Linked DNA regions of Sus scrofa: region 2 is linked to region 1. The links are chromatin contacts, called in public HiChIP or PLAC-seq maps. All regions are on one chromosome and are shown on one strand. The core of a region is the stretch at or near the end of the contact, and the rest is flanking DNA. Distances in the headings are between cores, read along the strand shown. Region 1 has its middle 90 kb from the start of HNRNPLL. Region 2 holds the start of ATL2 (atlastin-2).

Evidence for each region. HiChIP or PLAC-seq counts read pairs in DNA pulled down with a chosen protein or histone mark.
Region 2: an H3K27ac HiChIP or PLAC-seq map of skeletal muscle shows a contact between it and region 1. The contact joins the promoter of ATL2 here to the enhancer-like site in region 1. A contact is called at or near these places in 1 of 5 promoter capture datasets (liver), 8 of 47 Hi-C or Micro-C datasets (epiblast stem cells, fetal heart ventricle, heart right ventricle and 3 more) and 2 of 2 datasets of contacts at active chromatin or transcription factors (alveolar macrophages and skeletal muscle).

The regions. Positions count from the first base shown.
Region 1 is chr3:101,841,034-101,845,031 of Sscrofa11.1, reverse strand. No RefSeq gene overlaps it. Among named protein-coding and RNA genes, the nearest start is that of HNRNPLL, 90 kb to the right of the region's middle. Within about 2 kb of position 2,306, at least 25 of the 83 cell types and tissues checked have an H3K27ac peak or open chromatin away from gene starts, as enhancers often do. A contact at or near this core is called in liver and skeletal muscle, where this site is marked.
Region 2 is chr3:101,954,690-101,958,608 of Sscrofa11.1, reverse strand. It overlaps ATL2 (atlastin-2), which reads right to left and starts at 1,420. Exons shown (of 14, transcript XM_005662612.3): 1 at 1,253-1,420. The coding sequence starts at 1,370.

The sequences.
Region 1 (3,998 bases), core at 1,057-3,556:
GTGTAGGCCGGTGGCTACAGCTCCGATTGGACCCCTAGCCTGAGAATCTCCATATGCCACGGGAGCGGCCCAAGACCAAGAAATAGCAAAAAGACCAAAAAAAAAAAAAAAAAAAAAACCTATTTGTCAACCTAGCTCCTATAGACTAAAGGATAAACAAGCCTCTTTTTCTCCATCCCCTTCTCTGTTTTTGCTTTTTTAATTTTTTAAAATAAGGTAGGTATTATTAGAAAGGACTTTTCATAGCCAAAAGTCAGTTTTTCACTGCCATTCCATGTGGAAACTTTGCTGTGGTTTATTTATTTTCACAGCCCTACGATATTCCCGTAGTATGTCCGTTCTGCAATGTATTCATCCATTTTTCTCTTGCTGGACATTTAGGTTGTTCTGGGTTCTTTTCCTCTTTCAAATAATTCGGCACTGTATTCTTCTGTATGTCTCCTTTTGCACACGTGGGAGTCTCTAACGATGGGTAAGTACTTATTAAACTGTCCAAAATGGTGGCATCAGTTTACCCTCCTACCAACAGTTTACATGTTCCTGTTGCTCCACTTCTTCCCCAATACATCGGCAAACGTTTTTGGTTTTTACCAATCTTACGGGTATGAAATGGTATCTGGTTTCCTGAAATTTACATTTCCCTAACTACTAGTGAGATCAAGCATCTTTTCATGTACTTATTGGGCTTTTAGATTTCTCCTATGGATTATATCTTTTGCCTAATTTTCTATCGAGATGTTTTTATCTCATCAATCTGCAGTCTGTTTTTACATATACATTCTGGATACTAGTCTTCAGTTATTTATAGGCTATGTCTGTTCAGGTCCGCCAAGAAGCAGACACCAAGAGAGAATCAGAAGTGCAAGACAAAACACTGTAGGTCAATGCTTCTGAAGCGTAACAGGAAAAGGACTAGGAGGGGCTGGGAAAAGCCTTCAGACCCCAGTGCAGATCCTGATCCCTGTGATGGGAGAGAGAGAAGAAAGGAGAATTGGGTAGGAAGGGATAGTTCTGAGAAAGTCTCAGCTGGGCTGATGGGGAGCCCCAGAAGAGTGTGCATTTTAAAGGAGATCAACACTAGGCGGGAAAGGCTCGGCTAGGGTCTTCCTACCAGGCGCAGTCGCTGGTGGGGATGAGGCCAGGGAGGGCATGGCCTGGGCTTGAACACCGATGAATCTTGAAGGCCCGGCAGCTGCGGGCTGTCAGCCAATCACACACACCTGACAGGTGCTTCTCTCTTGAAGGCAAACCCTTGCAGCACGCCCTTTATGGCTGCCCGATTGACAGCATTTTCTCCCAGTCAGTGCTTGTCTATTTTTCATTCTCCTTTATGGCCTCTTTTGATGAAAAGGAGCTTTACATTTTTAACCTAAATTTATCACTATTCTTCTTTATGGTTTATCCTTTTTGTGTTTTCAGATATTATTGCCTACACTACGGTCTTGAAGGTTTTCTATATTTTCTCCTATTAGGTCCTAAAATTCTGCTTTTCAAATGTTTCACCTAGAATTTAATGCGTTGGTTTTGGTTTTGATTTTCTACATGGGTTACTGAATTCCCAGTGCCATTCACTGAACAGTTCTTCCTTTCTCTACAGATCTGCATGCTGCCTCTGTGATATACATTAAGACTTCACATGCATAGGAATCTGCCTGGGGGCTCTCTCTTCTGTTCCACGGGGCTATTTGTCTCTTTCAGGGCTAATACTACTCTGCCTTAATTTAGTAAGTCTTATAGAACAAGTCACTCATCTTGTTTTCTTCAAAATTTCATAGTTATTTTGGCCCTTTGATTTTAGCAAGGCTAAAATCATTTTATCTAGTTACACAAATCCTGTCTGGATTTAGTGGGAATTTCTTAGAATTTATAGATTAATTTAGGAAGAACTGAAATCTTACAACAGTGAATCTTCATATCATGAACACACCTTATCTATTAAAAAATACCTAAATAATAAGTGAAGTTTTGTAATTTTCTTCATAAAGATCATGCATATGTTTCATTAGATTTATTTCTGGTCCCTTATAGCTTTTGTTTCTCTTATAAATGTTAGCTTTAAAAGGTTTTGTTTCCTTACTGTGATGGGTCGTAAAAATGCAAATTGATTTTTGTATAATGCGCTTCTATTTAGCAACTTTGATGCCTTCTCTTATAAATTGTTTGAAGCCCTTTTCACACATTTCTAGAAAATCTAGAGCCTTCTGTACCCTAGGAAAATCCATTAGCAGCTTACCCAGGCAGTCCAGGCAGGGGAAGGCCATCTGCTGACTCCCCTGGCTAAACAGCACCGCCCCCTTCTGGAGACCTGCCAGCAAGGCAGAACTCTCCCGGAGATAGGCTCTGTGCTTGTTTAGATCCAACAAGGATCTGGACAGAGTGGCCTCGCTTGAGGTCAGCTTTACTGCTACAGAACAGAATGATCCCCAGGCAAAAGGCTCAGCGCCAACTGGGTTAGACAGGGGGCTGTCTGGGTGGCCTGATTAGAGGATGTCGTTTCTTGATTGGCCACATCCACTCTGTCCTTCCACTCTCCCTACTTGGAAAGGCCTCAGGGACATCAGAAAGCAGGCCGGGAGGAGGAGGCAACAGCGCTGCCTCAAGAAATGGAGTCAGAGGGAAGCCTGGACCCTGCCAGCCCTTCATGTCCACTAAGCTCCCAAGCTGTTCCCCAACCAGGTTCCACGTCAAGTGTCCATCTGGCCCAAATGCTGGAGGGCAGTTGGGCAGCTTCAAGGGCCCTGCGTGAGGCCAGCAAGATGTGTTCCATGGACCGCTGGCTTGGGGTCATCCTAAGTAGATATAGGATAAAGAGAGAGGATGAAGAGGCGAAGCCCATTTAGTGGACACAGGCCTCTCATCGGGCCTCAGCTGTCTCCACAAACCAGTCGAGGTGAAGTGTCTTCTGGAGACCTCGCGGTCTCTTCTCTCAGTTCTCACAGCCTACTTAGGTGTACAGGGTCCTGATGACTTAACGAGAAGGCCTAGGTTTTATTTCCATATCCATCATATCCGAAGCATGAGCTGGGGAGCACAGTGAAAAATGAATGTGCTCTGAGTCAAAACAGATCTGAGTTCAAATGTCCATAGGATCCCAGATACATACGGTACAGTCATCTATTTTTGGGGGGAGACACCCCCATGGCATGTGGAAGTTCCCAGGGCAGGGAGAGAACCCGTGCCACAGCAGCAACCTGAGCTGCTGCAGTGACAATGCCAGATCCTTAACCTGCTGTGCCACAAGGGAACTCCCATAGTCATCTTGTCTGACTTCTGGTTTCCTCCCCTGTCTAAGAGAGAAAATACCTTCCTTGTAGAGTTGTGGACATAATTAAACTAAATCGCATACATTACTGCAGAGCAAATGCCTGATAAAGCTGTTTGAGTCCTTTGCAAGGTTCGTAGGGAAATGGCTGAATCACTTTTCTAGTTTAAGGGGGTGTCGAGGACTTGTCAATCTCACCTCTTCTCTAGAGAACCAAGATATGTGAGTTCTCCTGAAATGAGCCTTTTTTCCTTGCAACAAGCCCAGAGTAGACACTCGGCCTCGCTGCAAATGAAGAAACTGAGGCTCAGAGAAGCAACTCGACTCCTGGAGTCAGATGCAGGGCATGGCAGAGCAGAGATAAGAAGCTGAATTCTTCCTGGAGGCTTTGCTGCTTGGGCCCCACCCGGTCACTGCCTTTCTCCTGTCCTGGCAACCCAGGCCCAGACCTCAGGTAACCCTACGGTTCTCAGCTGAGCTCCAGGGCAGCCCTGACCGCTCTTTTTCAGATGACAAGTTAAGCATTTCAAATGCCAAGAGAAACAGTTCACTGACTCAAATGACCCTTCCAGTCTCCAGTGTTTTTCTACTAACAAGAATGGACTAAAGGCTATTGTTTTCCTTGTTCTTGCTTTTCACAGGAACTGCTATTCTGTGTAATGCCCATGAGCTGCAAAGTTCAAACAGATAAAGATAGAGAAGAAAGGTTAACGGTAAGAAAAGAGGAGCAACAGAG
Region 2 (3,919 bases), core at 171-2,670, 110 kb before region 1:
ATTCAACATGTCCATAGGCTAATAACATAAATGATGAAATACATTTCACGTAAGCTTTTCTATTAAAGTCAGTCTTCTATCAAAATGTTTTACATTTTATCTCACGAAACCTTTAACAGACTGTAGAAGTCTGAACAACACAGTTCAAATTTAGTGTAGGTTAAAAAAAAACAAAAAAAAACTCCTATCTATGCTATTGCCATACTTACCTAACCATAAACTTTTACTATTTACAAGTCTTTAAAAAACTTTATGCCTTTAAGTACCACCAAAATACTCAATCAGGATTTCAGGCGTTCAATTCACATCATAGTGAAAGATCAAATGCTAAACTCCTAAAAATAGGGGTGTTATGAGAGGGACACACAACACCCCGCTGCCAAGGCAAATGCGTCTTCGGGGGCAGGGGCACTCCTTGAACACGTACAGTAAGAGTTCACATTCAGCAAAACCAGGGAGCGAAGGATCAGGTGATTTCGCACCACCAACACTTTCAGTCTAACCAGGCCTTACTATGTTCTCAGTACTAGCACACAGCACATAAACCCCAGTTTTGACAATTAAACCCGAACTTGCATCCTAGCCACGCGTTACCCACTTGAATGGGTCCGGGAACCGAGGGGCCACGAACGCGGGCCCCAGAGCACAGCCTTGGCCTGCGGACTGCGGTTCCCTCCTGGAAGGGCGTCTGGAGAGCTTTCCGACCTGGCAGCGAGGTGTCCGCTCCCCCAGTGCGCTGCGCGTCCTCCTCCTCCACGGGGCCCATCACGACCTGGATAACCCTTCCTCCCTTTCCCCGCGAGGAACAGAGAGCATTAAGTGCCGGCCTAATGACAGGTCGTCCAGCAGCTTCCGAAGAGCCTTAGGACCGAGCCACGCCGCAGCCTAGCTCCCCGCGCCCCGGGTCGGCGGCCCCTGCTCAAGGCCGCCCCCTCAGGTCGGGGCGGACCCAGCCACAGCCACGCGGCGGGCGGGCGGCGGACAGGGGGCCGGGCCGGGCGCAGCGGCGCGCGAGCCGCCAGTACACTCGACAGCTGCGGGAGCCGCCGCCACGGGGCCGCCCTTTCGGGCCGCGCGCTGCTGGAGCCCGGGGCGCGGCGGGGGCTAGGCCCGGCGGCCAGACGCGGCGGCAGAAGGAAGCTGAGCCAGCCGCGGACGACGACCCCGCCGCCTGCGGCCGGTGCCCGCGAGCTCGAGCGGCTCTAGCCCTCTCACCACCCGGCCCTGCGGCCTCCACCGCGCCGGCCCGTACCTAGGAGGGTCGTGGACGAGACGTGGTTAACCGCGGTGTTTGGGTCACTGGTCCGCCGCCGGCGCCGCAGCCCCAGGTGCGGCTGCTGCCTCCGCGCTGCCTCGTCCCCCTCCGCCATCTTGTACCGATTTAAAATTAACTCCCCACTGACGTCAAACGCCGCCGCCGCTTTATCAACCTCCCGGGAGCCGGCGGGGCGCCGTTGGGTCCTAGCGCCGCCCTCAAGCTACTCCTCCTGGTCCTCCCCACGCCCTCCCTCGTCCCGCCCCTCGGAGCCCTCGCTCCGCCCCCGCTCTGCTTGCAAGCCTGCCTGCTGCTCGGTTTTCCCAGCCTTCCACTTTGGGGAGAACTTGGGCAGCGTTCCACCCCGACAGTCTCACACTCCCACCGCCCTAAGCTCATTGCCACACCTCAGCTCTGGACTAGGCTGTGTAAACGAAGAAGGATTCTCCGGAGAGCCAAGTCCCTCCTTCCTAATTCAGTAACCCAATTCTCTTGACAGCTCTTCTCCATGATCGTTGACTCGTGCACTGCACGTGAGGTTGCTTTCACACTCCTTTCCTTCTCTCCCTTTTATTCCCACCTCCTCCCACAGCTGTGCTCCCCCTCCTCCCTTCTTCGTTCCTCCTTCCCCCACCCCCACACTCCCCGCCACACTATTGCTGGTGCCCTGCTTTTCCTCATGTTCTTTCTTGCACAAGTCTCCAATGTTGTTTCCCATCCAGAGACCATCCTATGGTTCGTTTGCCATCGCTTCCTTCTAATTATGAGACCCTCCTCTTATCTTCTTAACTGTGCATACCCTTGCCTTCCTGCTCCTAGCCCCTTACAGGGGCAAACCAGAAAGCATTCTAATCATAAAAAGACTTGTAGCAGGTCCTTTCCGAACTGTGATAACCTTCTTCAAGGGGTCCAGTGACATCTTATAGAAAGTTCAGGTCGCTTTTAAAAGGAAAGCCACCCTTTGGAGACTTCTGTGAAACAGTCCCTATTCTTTTGGGTGTTTACCATTATCGCCAGCTGCATTAGATTCTCCTTTTCTCTGGTAAAGACATGTGTCCAGGTGTCCAAACCGCTGTCTTGGACAGGTCTTCTCACAGCCCTTCATCCTGAATGACCACTACAAAAGCATTGATGTCATCAAAGCTTACAGGGTACCATTCTAGAAGGGGGGTTGTTGGGCCATTTCTTTATTCATCTGTTTTTGTATTAATAGAAAGGGATTTGGGGCTCCTCCTGGACCTCCTAACTCCCTGCATCCTGGTTCGATGCCCCTGGTCCAACCTAAGCACCAAGTTGTAAGCCCTGTTTGATGATGGATTTCCTGTCATAATCTCCCTATAAGGCATCTATTTAATATTGCCTGCAGTCTGCTTTATACAGGGTATTATCATCTGAGGTATGAGAGAAGATGCAAAGATGAGTATTTTTGCCAGCAAAGAATAAATTTCCAGTTAGAATTAGCAGCTAACTTAGTACTGAGCCCACTCCATCAGGGACCCCCAGAGTTAAGGCTGCACTGCTAGTCAAGTGACCTCCTAGCCAGTGTCCTTTCCACTAGGAAACAGTTTATTTCATAGGCTACTACAGTGCCCTGGACAGGTCCAAGTCTCCTGACTCTAAGGAGGGTAAAGAAGCCAAACACAAGTACTGTCAAGAGACTGAGCACTATCCCATGGTCACCTCAAATCCATATGTTTTAAGGGCCTTCCTCCATTTTCCCCAGTCAACCATCCCTCTGCAATTTCTCATCACAGTGAAACCTCAGTGTTCCTGCAGACATCTCCCTCCCTCTATACCCAGCAAATCCACATGACAACTATTCTGACTTCTAAATCTTACCCAGCTCACCTCCTCCCACCCCCTCAGCCTTCCTCTTGATTCAGACCCCATCATCTCCCAGTGGACTTGCTATAACAACTTCCCTGCTCTTCCCCCCTTCTCCTGTGGGTCCTCCACATAGACTGTCTTGAATTTTCTTAGATGCAAATTTATTCATGTGATTTCGCTGATCAGGATAAAGTCCAGACTCTTCAAAATAGTTGACGAGAACGTTCATGCTTTGGGCTCTACCTTTATAACAAGCCTCATTTTTCACTACTCTGTCATTTGTTCCTTCATTCTTTCATTTAACAAATGAATTTTGACACTGTTGTGTGTGCTGAACAGACGATGACAAACAAGACAGACAAAATTGCTTTCCTTGGTTTTTGTTTCTTTCCATACCCCAGACAGACTCCTTCCACCACACAAAAAAGTGAGCATCCAAGAGCTCAGGGATCTGTCTTCAGGCTATCTCCAGCACTTAAGCCAGTGCCTACTACATAACAAGACCTCAAAAAATATCTGTGAATAAATGAATGAATAAAAGAATGAAGGAATAGGTTACACTCTTACACTGATTCACCTAATGTTTCTAAACTTCCAGGTCCTCATTCTTTATAACTAACTATATAACAAGTCCTTTATGGGATCAAATCAATGTATTGAGAGCATTTTCTTGACTCTAAAATAGCCAACACTTATGGAATGTTTACTGCTCAAAATACTTTACATATGTTAAGTCATTTAATCCTAACAATAATCCTAAGACATAAATGCTAATGCTATTCTCACCTTACAGATGGAGAAATTGAGGCACTAAGAGGTTAAAAACTTGCCTGAATG